2 separate regions of the Anas platyrhynchos genome follow, and region 1 is linked to region 2. The links are chromatin contacts, called in public Hi-C maps. All regions are on one chromosome and are shown on one strand. The core of a region is the stretch at or near the end of the contact, and the rest is flanking DNA. Distances in the headings are between cores, read along the strand shown. Region 1 holds the start of LOC101805210 (avidin). Region 2 overlaps LOC101805210 (avidin).

Region 1 (3,076 bases), core at 448-2,947, 48 kb before region 2:
TCCCCTCTCTCCCAGCTCCCAAATGTGCTCTCTCACAAGGGCAGCCCCTCTGCACGTGGGGAGATGCAGGCTGGGTCTCATCAGGGCTGGTCAAATCAGGAATGCAGCCACAGCCCTAGCTCCGTTAGTTCATAGGGGCAGAAAGCTGCTCTGTCTCATCCAGACTAGGAGCTAGGAGACATTCTCATCTTGTGGAGTGGGCACCCTCTATGGATAGTGTTTCAGTCACCATTGCTGTCAGCTGTGGTCATGGGTTGGTTTTGGGCAGTCAAATGTGTTCACCTGGAAAAGCAGCACATGAGAAAGGATGTACAGGACTTACAGTAACAGCTCAGGTCCCAGCACACTGTGAGTCCACAAAACTCCCAGGTGGAGGAATAGCACCAGACACTTCCCCCTCCTGCATCTCCAGTAGACACAAGTCTCCTTTTCACAGCACCAAAGGCAGGCTTATGACAGACCTGGTACCAAACAGAGCAGGCCTCATTGTGCCCGTACATGTACGCTATGCTGGAAAGAGATGGTTTGAATGGAGGATCTCCAGACACAGAGACCATGGTTTGGAACAGCAGGAATACACACGAAGACTGATGAAGTTTCAGGTTAGGCTATGACATGGGGATTTCAAAATGTAGCTGTGGGGAGACATCACAAGATTGTATCATCATTTGTTCATTTCCCGATGAAAGGTGTGTCGATGTAACTACCACAGGGCTGGCACAATGGGCAAGGTAGCAATGACATGAATCACTGCAAACCACTGCCCTTCTCCCCTTCCCCCCGAATTCCACCTGCAGGTAAACTCTCTGCATTTAGGAGCTCCTGGGCAGAGAGACTTGCAGTACCCAGCACCACACACACTGCCCTGCTGGAGAGTTAGCTCCCCACAACGGGCTAAAAGAGGGAGCTGCTTACCTATCTGAAATGGTGATTTCCACAGAGATCATGTTTGTGGTCCCAAACAGTGAGACTTATTACTGCCTGGTTACTGTCAGTGTTTGCAGAGCCAGAGCTCTGGGTGAGCTGCTCATGAGTGAAGTATGATGATGGGACAACCATGGCCACAGTTCCTTGGGCTCAGCAGAAATGAAAAGTGACCTATGCAGATAAAGGGTTGAATGATGCAAATGCTGACTCAAGATGCTGTGTCACACACAGGATGTTGTTCCGTTGGTCCAGACAACTTCATGTAATGGTCAGTAAGAGTTGGTGATGTATTCATGTGTATTCCTGTTCATCTGCTTCCATCCTGTGCACTCTGCTCCACAAACACAGCACTGGGCTTCTGGCAAGGAGGGAAGGATCCTGCCAAAAAGTGAGGCCAAGTGACATGAAATGAAGAACTGAAACATCTAACCAACAGGATGCATAGAAAAGGCAAAACACAGGGCTCCAGAGCCAATACTCAAGTAGGCGTTTCAAGCATTCCTTAGATTGCTCAATCTCTACCACAGCTTCCTATTGCACAGAGCAGCAGTTGCTGAAGCCCTTTGTTGCTTTCTCAACAGGGAAATTGTATGGAGATAAACTCACCAGCATGCAGAGATCTCCAAGAATGTCAAATAGTTATTGACATCTGATTCAGGGTTCATTCATCTGGGTGAAAAGAAATAATGGAGGGCTACATGTTTGCATCGCATTGTGGTGCTGGAGCCATCCTGAGTCATGCACTGCCAGGTGGGACTGAGGGACCTGCTACTATGCAAGCACTATGCCATCCACTGAAGAAAGCTATGGACAAATGGGTAAGGAAGTGCTCATTATGGTTAATGAAATCAATGCATTCAATAATTACATCTGTGGAAGTGCAATCAAAATCTGCCAGGCTAAAAGCTGCTTCTTGGATTTCTCTTTAAAAACAAGCATACCTTTCCAGGTGTGTTCCAATGAATGCTGCCATGGAGTGCTGTGATTACAAGCTTGTTTACAAGCTGGGATAACTGATTGCCAATGCTGACGCACTGAGCTGGCTGATGCTAAGAATGTGAGATCATGTCATTCCACCTCCAGATGAAGTTTTTGTAACATAACTTCTCCCTACCTAACCTCTCTTCGCTGACCAAGTTGTGAGAATGATTGCCCTGGTCCCAGACTAGTGTATGATTCAAATGACTTTGTGGGGATCCCTGCAGAAACTGTATTTTGACTCATAAACTGTATTTTGTCTCATAAACAGTATTTTGACTCATGCTTCCATAAATGCTGCTTTAAAAGGAAGCTATAATATTATTCTTAATGAATGTTTCTTGGTCCTTGCTTAGAACACATCTAAGAACTCTGTATGTGAAGCTATACCTGATGCCCCCAAACCAACAAGAAAGCTTTGTTTCTGCCAACAAAGTCGTGGAGCTCATTTGTCTCTGTGGTTTCTGTTCTGTCCGTTCTGCCCCACAAACATAACTCTGGGCAATTGGTTTGTAAGATATTCATGTCTGAATATGAAAACAGAGGAGAGAGGACAGAATATAGAAAAGGAAATTTTAGTGTAAATAACTTGAATCAAAGCAGCACTCTTGGCAACCTGGTCTACTGCAATGTGAAGATACCATCTCTTAAATGACATGGTGGATGCTCAGCGCATGGGGCACTTACGCCAGATCCAGACAAGCCATAAAGAGCCAGGCAGAATGACCCAATCCCCAAGAGACAGCAGAGATTGCAGGGGTATCTACATCTGCAACCCTGACTTTGAGTCTTTAAAACATGACCTTTTCCCAGTGCCTACAGGAATTTAGCACCCACACTGCATTATTTCCCATTGTACTCTGTTCCTGGCTTTTCCAATGCACAGATTTTGCCTTTTGTTGCTTCTGTGGTATTACAGCAAGCAATTACTTCCCCGGCTTTCATGTTCTTTCAGCTCCTCCATCTGAATAACAGCTCTGGAAGCAAATGTAACATACAGTCCACTCTGGGCTCTAGTCATCAGAGCAAGACAGATGGCATAAAAACAGAATCACAGAATCACAGAACTGTCTAGGTTGGAAGAGACCTCAAGATCATTGAGTCCAACCTCTGATCTAACAAACTGCAGCACCACTGTGCCATGCTCCTGCAGTGACATTTCCAGACAACT
Region 2 (2,899 bases), core at 344-2,843:
ACCTGCTCATACATAACAGCCTGCCTTATCTGCAGGCATGGAGTGGAGTTTGCAGGAATGTTTAACAAAATGAGCTGGAAGTATTAGTGTGACTGCAGCTCAGCAGGAAAGCACACTAAAATCCTTTGACTGAACTTGAGGGTTTCTTCTCTAATGACTCATTTTGTGCAGGGAAATGTTATAAATTTAGGCAGAAATTAGAAGCTTAAGTATGTGAATATTTCTTCATTGACAGTTAAGCAAAAACAGTATAAAAATTAGCTGTGAAGTGGCCTCTAAATGAAAAACCCACTTACAGCTACATCAGCTAGTAGGAATAGAGTGTAAATGATTTTATTTCAAGGAAGCAGAGAGTTGTATTTCTGGAGTTTTGACTGAATTAAATAGAAGTTCAAATTATCTGAGAACTGAATTAACTGGAAGTCACTCTATTTCTCACACTTTTCATACAGATGAATAACCCAATCATGTAAAACCTCATAGAGCACTTACAGCAGGATTTTGCTCCCTTTAAGACTATACGAACAAGGAATGATGTGTCCTTTTCCATGCAGTCCACTTTGAGAGATTTCACACTCCTTACATGATACACTAATTACCAACCAATGAAGGTAGCATACATGTATATGCATTCAGAAAGGAATTGAAATTCCTCAGCTTCTTGCCTCTTCTAAATTAGGAACTAAAGGGTAGAGGAAGAAGAGGAGACCACTTGCAGAGTTAGGCTCAAAATGTTTGTGTTCATAAAAATCAGGGTAAGAGAATGGAAGACATTTCAGACTGGCGTGTCTTTGAAATGACTACATTGTGGAGCAGCTATCATCCTTCACATGGGATAAAGAAATGCCACCCTGATAGTGCCAAGCTCTTCATGGGGTCTTCTGCTCTGTTCTAATTTCTGTTCTAATATACCTGCTACCCAACATAGCCAGATGTTTTGCAGATACTCAGGATATTGATGAGAAGGTGTTAGATCTGGTAGCTCAAACCCCATCCAGATCCTAAACAACCACAGCAGTTCATATCACATCCTACATGTATTCCTGTTACCAGCACGCAGCCAGAAATGATGGTAGAGGCAAAGCCTCTTGTTAGAGTTCTTTGACTTTGGGCACTGACCACAAAAGCCCAAGCTGACACTGACCCCATGGATCTCCCACCTCAGCTGTTTGCAGGATGTATCTCCAACCTACAGTTGATCTGGGCAGAGCCCAGGCTCAGCTGCTTCTGTGAGCTTTCCTTGCAAGCTCAGTTTTATTCCTGTAACAGTCCGTTCAAGAATCTCCCAAGAGCAGTCTTTCTGTCTCGGAGTTCAGCGCCAACATGAATTTCCTTCATTCTTTCTGGAGTCTTACTTTCCTCTTTCCTTTCTCCTTCCTCTTTCCTTCCTCTTTACCTCTTTTCTCTTCCTGCCTGGCTTGCTTGGAAAAGATTTACAAAAGCATTACTGTGTGATCTGGTCTTTCTCAGCCAGCCATGCGGGCCTGAAAACTCTTCTGTCATTTGAATCCTCACACCCTCTGATCATGCTGGTGTCCTCTCATGCCAGTTCCTTCATTTCTTTTGCACTTTATCAGCAGAACTCCTTCTGCATGTGCTGAGCTGTGCTCAGCTGTCCTCCAGCCAAGGTCAGGTCCCCATTTCGCACACATTGCTGTGTTAGTAGTATATTCTCTCCTGCTGACAGTCACATATGCTCTGCTCCTAAAATGGAAGAAGGATGCTACTTTTTTTTTCCAAGTCAAAGGAACCTGAGGGAAAGTGACGCTTCAGTGAGAATCTGTGTCATCTGTTCTCTGCACAAGAGAGTGATCCTGTCAGATTTATGTTGTGGACTGAAACATGGACATCTGATCTCACCCCTTAATTCTGCCAGAAATCTTATATGACTTTCAGCAAAGTCTCTGCCAGAAATCTTACTTGGCTTTCAGCTGAAGTTTGAGTGTCTTCATCCCTAGAGCACCATCTTCAAAGAGGCAGGCCACAAAATTTTGGGAGAACCCAACTTTCTCTCAGTACTGCTTGACTGATACCCTGAAAAGTATTTCTTATACATTGACACCTGTTTGCTGCTCTAAACCTTTCCCTACACTGTTGGGAAAAAGCAGCTCCTTGGATAGAGCTGAATCCTGCACTGAGGTGAGACTGCTCCCAGAGGAATGGGAACTCTCAGTGTTCTCCAGTTATCCAAAAATCGCCTTTGCTACCAGGCAGATAGTGAGACAGGAAATTTAATCATTACAATGCAAATACTGTCAGTACCAGTTTAAAGATGGGTACAAAAATAATGAAATATGCCACCAGAGCTTTAAATTAGCCCTACGTGTGTTGTTTCCTACGTGTGTTGTTGTCCAGGAGCTGGCAGGTCTCATTGAGAGGGCTTTAAACTAGGTAAGAAGGGGGATGGGGCTGAAGCAAGGATTGTTGGGGCTGTACCAGGGGGAACAATGGCAAGGCAGGAGGATGAGGTAATGGCCCAGCTGAAGTGCATCTACAGCAATGCACGCAGCATGGGTAACAAACAGGAGGAGCTGGAAGCCATCGTGCAGCGGGCAGGCTATGACTTGGTTGCCATCACAGAAACCTGGTGGGACCAGTCTCATGACTGGAGTGCTGCAATGCCTGGCTATAAGCTCTTCAGAAGGGACAGGCAGCACAGAAGGGGTGGCGGTGTGGCTCTCTATATTAGAGAGTCTTTCGATGTTGTAGAACTCGAGGCTAGGAATGACAAGGTCGAGTCCCTTTGGGTTAGGATCGGCAGGGACAACAAGGCTAGTGTCCTGGTCGGGGTCTTCTATAGACCCCCGAACCAGGATGAGGAGACGGATGAGGAGTTCTACAGGCAGCTGACAGAAGTTGCGAAATCTTCAGCGCTTGTACTCGTGGGGGACTTCAACTT

The links. A called contact is a pair of places that touch in the nucleus more often than the background predicts.
Region 1: a contact with region 2 is called in a Hi-C map of F1 follicle, with 2.2 times the contacts expected there. The contact joins the promoter of LOC101805210 here to the enhancer-like site in region 2. A contact is called at or near these places in 4 of 8 Hi-C or Micro-C datasets (F1 follicle, liver, skeletal muscle and 1 more).

The regions. Positions count from the first base shown.
Region 1 is chr24:6,774,054-6,777,129 of IASCAAS_PekinDuck_T2T, reverse strand. It overlaps LOC101805210 (avidin), which reads left to right and starts at 1,697. Exons shown (of 5, transcript XM_027444048.3): 1 at 1,697-1,745. The coding sequence starts at 1,712. It overlaps LOC119713683 (a long non-coding RNA gene), which reads right to left. Exons shown (of 3, transcript XR_005260888.2): 2 at 916-1,305; 3 at 1-635.
Region 2 is chr24:6,726,600-6,729,498 of IASCAAS_PekinDuck_T2T, reverse strand. The region is part of intron 1 of LOC101805210 (avidin); the gene reads left to right. Among named protein-coding and RNA genes, the nearest start is that of CTPS1, 25 kb to the right of the region's middle. Within about 2 kb of position 1,593, at least 3 of the 8 cell types and tissues checked have an H3K27ac peak or open chromatin away from gene starts, as enhancers often do. A contact at or near this core is called in F1 follicle, where this site is marked.